Regions from separate parts of the Mus musculus genome. Here region 1 is linked to region 2. A link is a contact called in public promoter capture Hi-C data. All regions are on one chromosome and are shown on one strand. Each heading gives the region's core, a stretch centred on a gene start, on an enhancer-like site or on the middle of the called end of the contact. The rest is flanking DNA. Distances are from core to core; before and after follow the strand shown. Region 1 holds the start of Plxna3 (plexin A3). Region 2 holds the start of Srpk3 (serine/arginine-rich protein specific kinase 3).

Evidence for each region. Promoter capture Hi-C pulls out the DNA fragments that hold promoters and counts their contacts.
Region 1: a promoter capture Hi-C map of hippocampal neurons shows a contact between it and region 2, with 4 times the contacts expected there. The contact joins the promoter of Plxna3 here to the promoter of Srpk3 in region 2. A contact is called at or near these places in 6 of 39 promoter capture datasets (the C10 cell line, hippocampal neurons, liver and 2 more), 2 of 115 datasets of contacts at active chromatin or transcription factors (cardiomyocytes and double positive thymocytes) and 2 of 9 other capture datasets (adipose tissue and liver).

The regions. Positions count from the first base shown.
Region 1 is chrX:74,327,666-74,330,565 of GRCm38.p6, forward strand. It overlaps Plxna3 (plexin A3), which reads left to right and starts at 1,401. Exons shown (of 33, transcript NM_008883.2): 1 at 1,401-1,550. Gm39520 (a long non-coding RNA gene) reads right to left here and starts at 625. Exons shown (of 4, transcript XR_878127.3): 1 at 505-625; 2 at 65-130.
Region 2 is chrX:73,773,069-73,775,768 of GRCm38.p6, forward strand. It overlaps Srpk3 (serine/arginine-rich protein specific kinase 3), which reads left to right and starts at 1,337. Exons shown (of 15, transcript NM_019684.2): 1 at 1,337-1,438; 2 at 1,516-1,646; 3 at 1,825-1,933; 4 at 2,036-2,123; 5 at 2,410-2,497. The coding sequence starts at 1,383.

The DNA.
Region 1 (2,900 bases), core at 151-2,650, 550 kb after region 2:
CAGCCCAAAGAGGAAAACAAAAAAATGTGTCAGTTGATGAAAGAATAAATAAAATGTGGCTTACCCATGCAACAGGATATTATTTGGCCCCAAAAGGAAGTCTTGATCCATGGTACAACTCTGACAAAACCTGAAAATATTAAAAGAATGAGTCGACATAAAAATATATTTATATTGTATAGTTCCATTTATTTGAGATATCCTTAAGAGGCAACCCCACAGTCAGTAAGGACAGAGCGTTTCCCAGAGCTTGGGTATATATATATATGAGGGGAATTGAGACTGATAGCTAACTCCTACAGAGTTTCTTTTAGAAGTGATGAAAATGTTCAAGAATTAGATGGCAGAAATGGTTGCACATCTTTAGGATTATATTAAAACGCCACTGAATTGTCTGTATACATTAAATACAGGACTTATATGAAAACTGAATTATATCTCAATAAAGCGGTTTACAACGGAAAAAAAAAGAGGCTAGAAAGATGGCTCAATGGTTAAGAGCACCTGCTACTGTACTGCAGCTCTATGGTGTCTAATGCTCTCAGATGGTCTTCTTGGGTGCGTGCGCATGCACACACAAAGAATAACTGTAGCAGTGGAAAATACTTGTATTCCAGAACATGGGAAGGTGAAGCTGGAGGATCACTGTAAGTTCAAGGCCAGCCTGGGGTACAGTAGGAGGCACTATCTCAACACAACATGGAAAAAATGCAGCTGTGATGGCATAGACCCATAATGATCCCAGTATTGGGAGGATGAAGCAGAAGGGTAGTCAGTTCGAGACCACTCTGTACTAAAGGGAAAATAAATTCAAGAAAAAAAAGAGAAAGCAATGGAATTAAATCCCAGATTCAGCAGATTCAGAGTCATGGTGACTTGCTGAGGAAAGAACTAGGTGAAAATGGCTATAAGTTGCAGTACTCCAAGCTTCGTGGCGGGTATTAGCCCACCAGTTTATGGATCATTGGAGAAAGAGCCCTGAGTTAGGGGGCAATCTTTGTTTGTGCGGTTTTGTTGGACCGGCCAAAGCAATATCTTGCAACAGTAGCAGGTGGCCACGGGCTCCTGGAGGCGCGCACTCCAGGCCCAAGGGGGTGTGGCGCGGCCGCGCACAGATTCCAGGGTTGCTGAAGGCAGCAGGCGGGGAGCTGGGGGTGTGGAGAGGCCCGCGCCTAGGACTCAGCCATTGAGCAAAGGGGGCTGTTCTCAGGAAGGGATCCCCAGAGACCCATGAGAGGCTTGCTTCTTGCACTAGAGTCCTGGGCCCCAGGGCCTAGCGGCCTCCCCCAACCGCCATGCGCTCTGCTTCTTAGGGCCCCGGCCCGCCCTCTCTGGGAGCCCCCTCCCGGTGTGGTGGTACGGTCCGGGTTTAAAAGGCCCAGGCGGCCGCAGGCCAGCCCAGTGTGTGGGCGGCGGCGGTTGCAGATTTTGCAGCGTGCGAGGCGAGGCTGCGGGGCCAAGCGAGGGGGGCGGCTGTTGGGCACGGGGCGGGGGGGCACGTCCACGTGGCCACGGGTGGCCACCCCGAGTCAGTCGCGGTGGAGGGACAGGTAGGTGGTCGCCATCCTTAAAGCCTGTGCGCCAATAGTCTGCTGGATGGCAGAGGTTTCAGACAGCCTGGGGGTCCAGATGGTTTCTGGGGTCAGGCCCTGTCCCTCCCTACCTCTCCAGACCAGGCTTGCCAAGCACTCCGTACCCTGAGCGGGAAGAGACAGCCAACTCGATCATAGTCCTATTGGTTGATAGAACCCTTTTGTAGAGGAGGAGCAGCATCTCTGAGCATTGCTGTAGCCTCTGTATTGACTAAGGTATCTGCGGGTCTGCTCAGGGTGCCCCCATTGGGGGCAGGACTGGTTGGGTTCATGGCATAGAGGGGAGCATTGTGGAAGAGCGGGCTGTGGACCTGCATATTTATATGGAGCTTTCCTCATCATCGCGCTCTTTGCTGGCAGGACTGTAGCAGAGGGGCTGGGTGCGACTGTGATGCTTGAGGTTGCCACTTAGAGGTGGGGGCTGGGGTGGGGTCTTGGGCTGCCAATTACCACTTTCCAGGTCTCCTTTCCAACCTGTCCCGGCCAGTTCCTAAAATTTGGCTTTTCTGTAGAGTGTAGAAGAGGTGAAGGTAGGGTGCAGTCGCTTTTCTCTTTTGCTTTCCTTTCTTCTCTGGTTGTTGCATGAGGGGTCTGGGATGCAGACCCGACAAAAGAGCCCCAGAGCGCTGATCACTCTGAGCTGAAACTTGGCACTTTCAAGCTGGAATTGCTCCATGTTCTAGCAAATGCTGGCTTTTCTTTCTCTTTGCTGTGGCCCCCACCCCCCACCCCATTCTGAGTCCCTCCTGTGTCTCTTGGGAATTGGGCACTGAGAGGGTAGCACTGAGCTCTGCCCCATTAGTTACAGAGACACTGCTCTGCTGTCTTTGCAGCCTGGGGCTGGCTGGGTGTGGCCCGGGGGGTGAATGCCAGCATTGGCCCTATTTGTTTAGGGGAAGGGGTAGTACTCCATAGCCTTAAGGCTTCAACTGTATTTGAGGATGCTGGTTTCTACATATAATACTTCTGGGACTCTCAAAAGTGGGTTATACCCTTCTGCCAATATCCCTCTCTGACTAACCTTTGGCTCTTCAGGGAGAGCCACACAGGCCTGGCAGAGCATTTGTCTGCCTGTGTCTGAGCAAAGCTTGACTGATGTCTGTCTCAGCGAGAGTCTTGGCTTTGTGTTGCAGTGGAAAGGCCAGACAGCAGACTCCTGGATAAGCAGCCAAGGCCCTCAAAGGGAGAAAGCACCTGAGGCCATGAGTTGGAGATGTAGTGGCACTGAAACCAGTCTCAGGCCTTAATTCTCCAGAGCTTTGCTCTAGGACTCCTGCTAGCAGTGCCACTAACAGAGAAGCACCCCTG
Region 2 (2,700 bases), core at 87-2,586:
TGCCTGCATGTATGTCTATATACTCCTTGTTGTGTCTGGTGGCCAGGAAGGCCAGAAGAGGGTGTCAATCCTCTGGGAACTAGAGTTGTAGACATGTGAGCTGCCACATGGGTCTTGGGAATTGAACTTGGACAATAGTTGCCAGTATTCTTAACCACTGAGCCATCTCTCCAGGTGGTTTTTATTTTTAAAGATAGGGTTTCATGCATTCCAGGCTGGCCTTAAACTTGCTATGTAGCTGAGCATAACCTGGAACTTCTGAGTACTTCTTGAGTATTGAGAGTACAGGCACATTCCACCACAACTGGTTTATTAAGTACTAGGCATCACCTTACCAACTTTAGAAAGCCCAAAAGAGCAAAAGTACTTGTCTACTTTTCTGGAACTCTCTCTCCAGTGACACCCATAGACTCCAGATAGGGTCTCAGTTGTTTTCCCAGGTCCTAGTATTCTGTAGCATGCTGGCACAGTATATCCTGAGTGCTTCTGGGGACTTAATGCTTTCTGGTCACTCAAGATGCACAGGATCCCTCAGTTACCAACTAGCTCATGGGCAATAACTGTGTGTTTTTTCTTCTCCTGGTGGACATGGCAGAGTTGGCCTAAATGGGAACCTGCAAATGTTGATGGGGACAGCAAGGCAGAAGTGGTCAGCTCTAGAGCTAGGGTGTGTTATGTAAATCTGATGAGCCTTTTGCCTCTAATGGGAGGAATGAGTTGCCTTTAACTCTTGCCTTTGACCCCTGCTCAGCCACATAGAGGGGAGGTCTGGGCTCCCACCTGCCTAGGGGGTGCGTCTATGAGTTACAAAAGAGCTGGGATCAGGGTTGAGATTGAGCAGAGCATGGGGTTTAGGTGGGATTGGTGGGGGTCACCTCTAAAAGGACACTTATATGGGTTAAGTGGGAAGTTCCAGAATGCATCAAGTACCCTGCAACATTTGGAGAGAGCTCAGCCAAAGGACCTGGTCATCATATCAACTTCATTCTTTCATAGGAGCCTCCCCTCCCTACAACCTTAGAGTACAGGAACTCCAGACTGCTCCATCTCCATGCAGAGGTCTTCCTTGGCTAGTCCTACACTGTGGGGAATCAGCCTAGGGACAGAGTTGCTATCATAACCCCAGCTTGATGGCTCCCTCTGTCTCTAGAGTGTGGGTGAAAACAGAGCAGGGGTGTTTGGCTTAGGGGCTGGACTCTCCAGGCTGCCATCAGTGCACTACCCCCTCCCTGTTCTGCATACCTTGCCCACAGCTGAGCAGCTGGGAGGCTATTTATAAAGGCGAGTGAGATCAGCGGCAGAAGCTATAAATGCACTGGCCACGGCTGGGCCCCACAGGAACAGCGGTCCAGTGCACCAGAGCTTTGGGCTGCGACATCAGGATGAGTGCCAATGCCGGTGGTAGTGGTAGTGTGGATTGTGGCGGCAGCAGCAGCAGGTATGACCAGGCTGGGGAGACTGGGGTCCCCTGCTCCCTGTGAGCTCACTGTCTGCATCCTCCTCCTTCACCCACAGCTCTCAGACTTCCTGTGGGCCTGAGTCCTCAGGCTCTGAATTAACTCCAGCCACACCAGCACCTCGTTTGCTGCAGGGACTCCTGGGCTCTGATGATGAGGAACAGGAAGACCCTAAGGACTATTGCAAGGGTAAGGCCTGGCCCTGGCTGCATGTGGCCAGCCGGATTGCCACTGCAAGGGCTCAGGACAGCTTGAGAGTAAAAAGTTGCCAAGACTAGGCCCACGTGAGATAGATGACCAGCAGGACATTGATATTGAGGTATAAGGGAGAGATGCCCTACTCTGATCTTTTGGTTCCCTTCTGCAGGTGGTTACTACCCAGTGAAGATCGGTGATTTGTTCAATGGGCGGTACCATGTGGTGCGAAAGCTAGGCTGGGGCCATTTCTCTACAGTCTGGCTCTGCTGGGATATTCAGTGAGTAGCTGGGATCTGCCTATGGGTTTGGTTAAGACCACCACCGTGAGAACATGTGACTCTGGCAAGGTCTGGCAGCCTATGAGGGTCTCCATATTACAGGCGCAAGCGCTTTGTGGCCCTGAAAGTGGTGAAGAGTGCAGGACATTACACTGAGACAGCCGTGGATGAGATCAAGCTCCTGAAATGTGTAAGGCACCTCCCCTACTGCTCCCAGCCCCTTGAACTGCCTTGGGCCTGGCAATGTGAATGCAGGGCCTGCTGGGGCTCTACAGAGTGGGGCGGGGCTCCCAGAGGGGACAGGCTCCAGCTGACTCTGCCAAGTAAAAGGACCCGGAGAGCAGAGGCAGCTGGCTTTCTTCAAGTGGGCCCCAGCTGGACTGGGAAAGGGGGATAGAAGTGCTTCAGGGGATATGAGCAGAGCAGTGTTGAGGAGCAGGTTGGAGTCATCTGTGGCTCCTTGCCTTTTGTTTCAGGTCAGGGACAGTGACCCTAGTGACCCCAAAAGGGAGACCATTGTTCAACTTATCGATGACTTCAGGATCTCAGGAGTAAATGGAGTCCGTATCCTTTGCAGAACGAGCAATATGGCAGTCAAAGATCCACATTGCATCATGGGATTTAGCCCTTGCGGGAAGAGCCTATAAAACAACTTCATCCCTTTGGGCACTTGTGTTTCTGAGTAGGGGGAACACAGGTAATTAGGTTGACTGTGATTATCTGCTGAGTGACTCCCAAATATAAAAGGCTACTTTTGAGGCCTACTT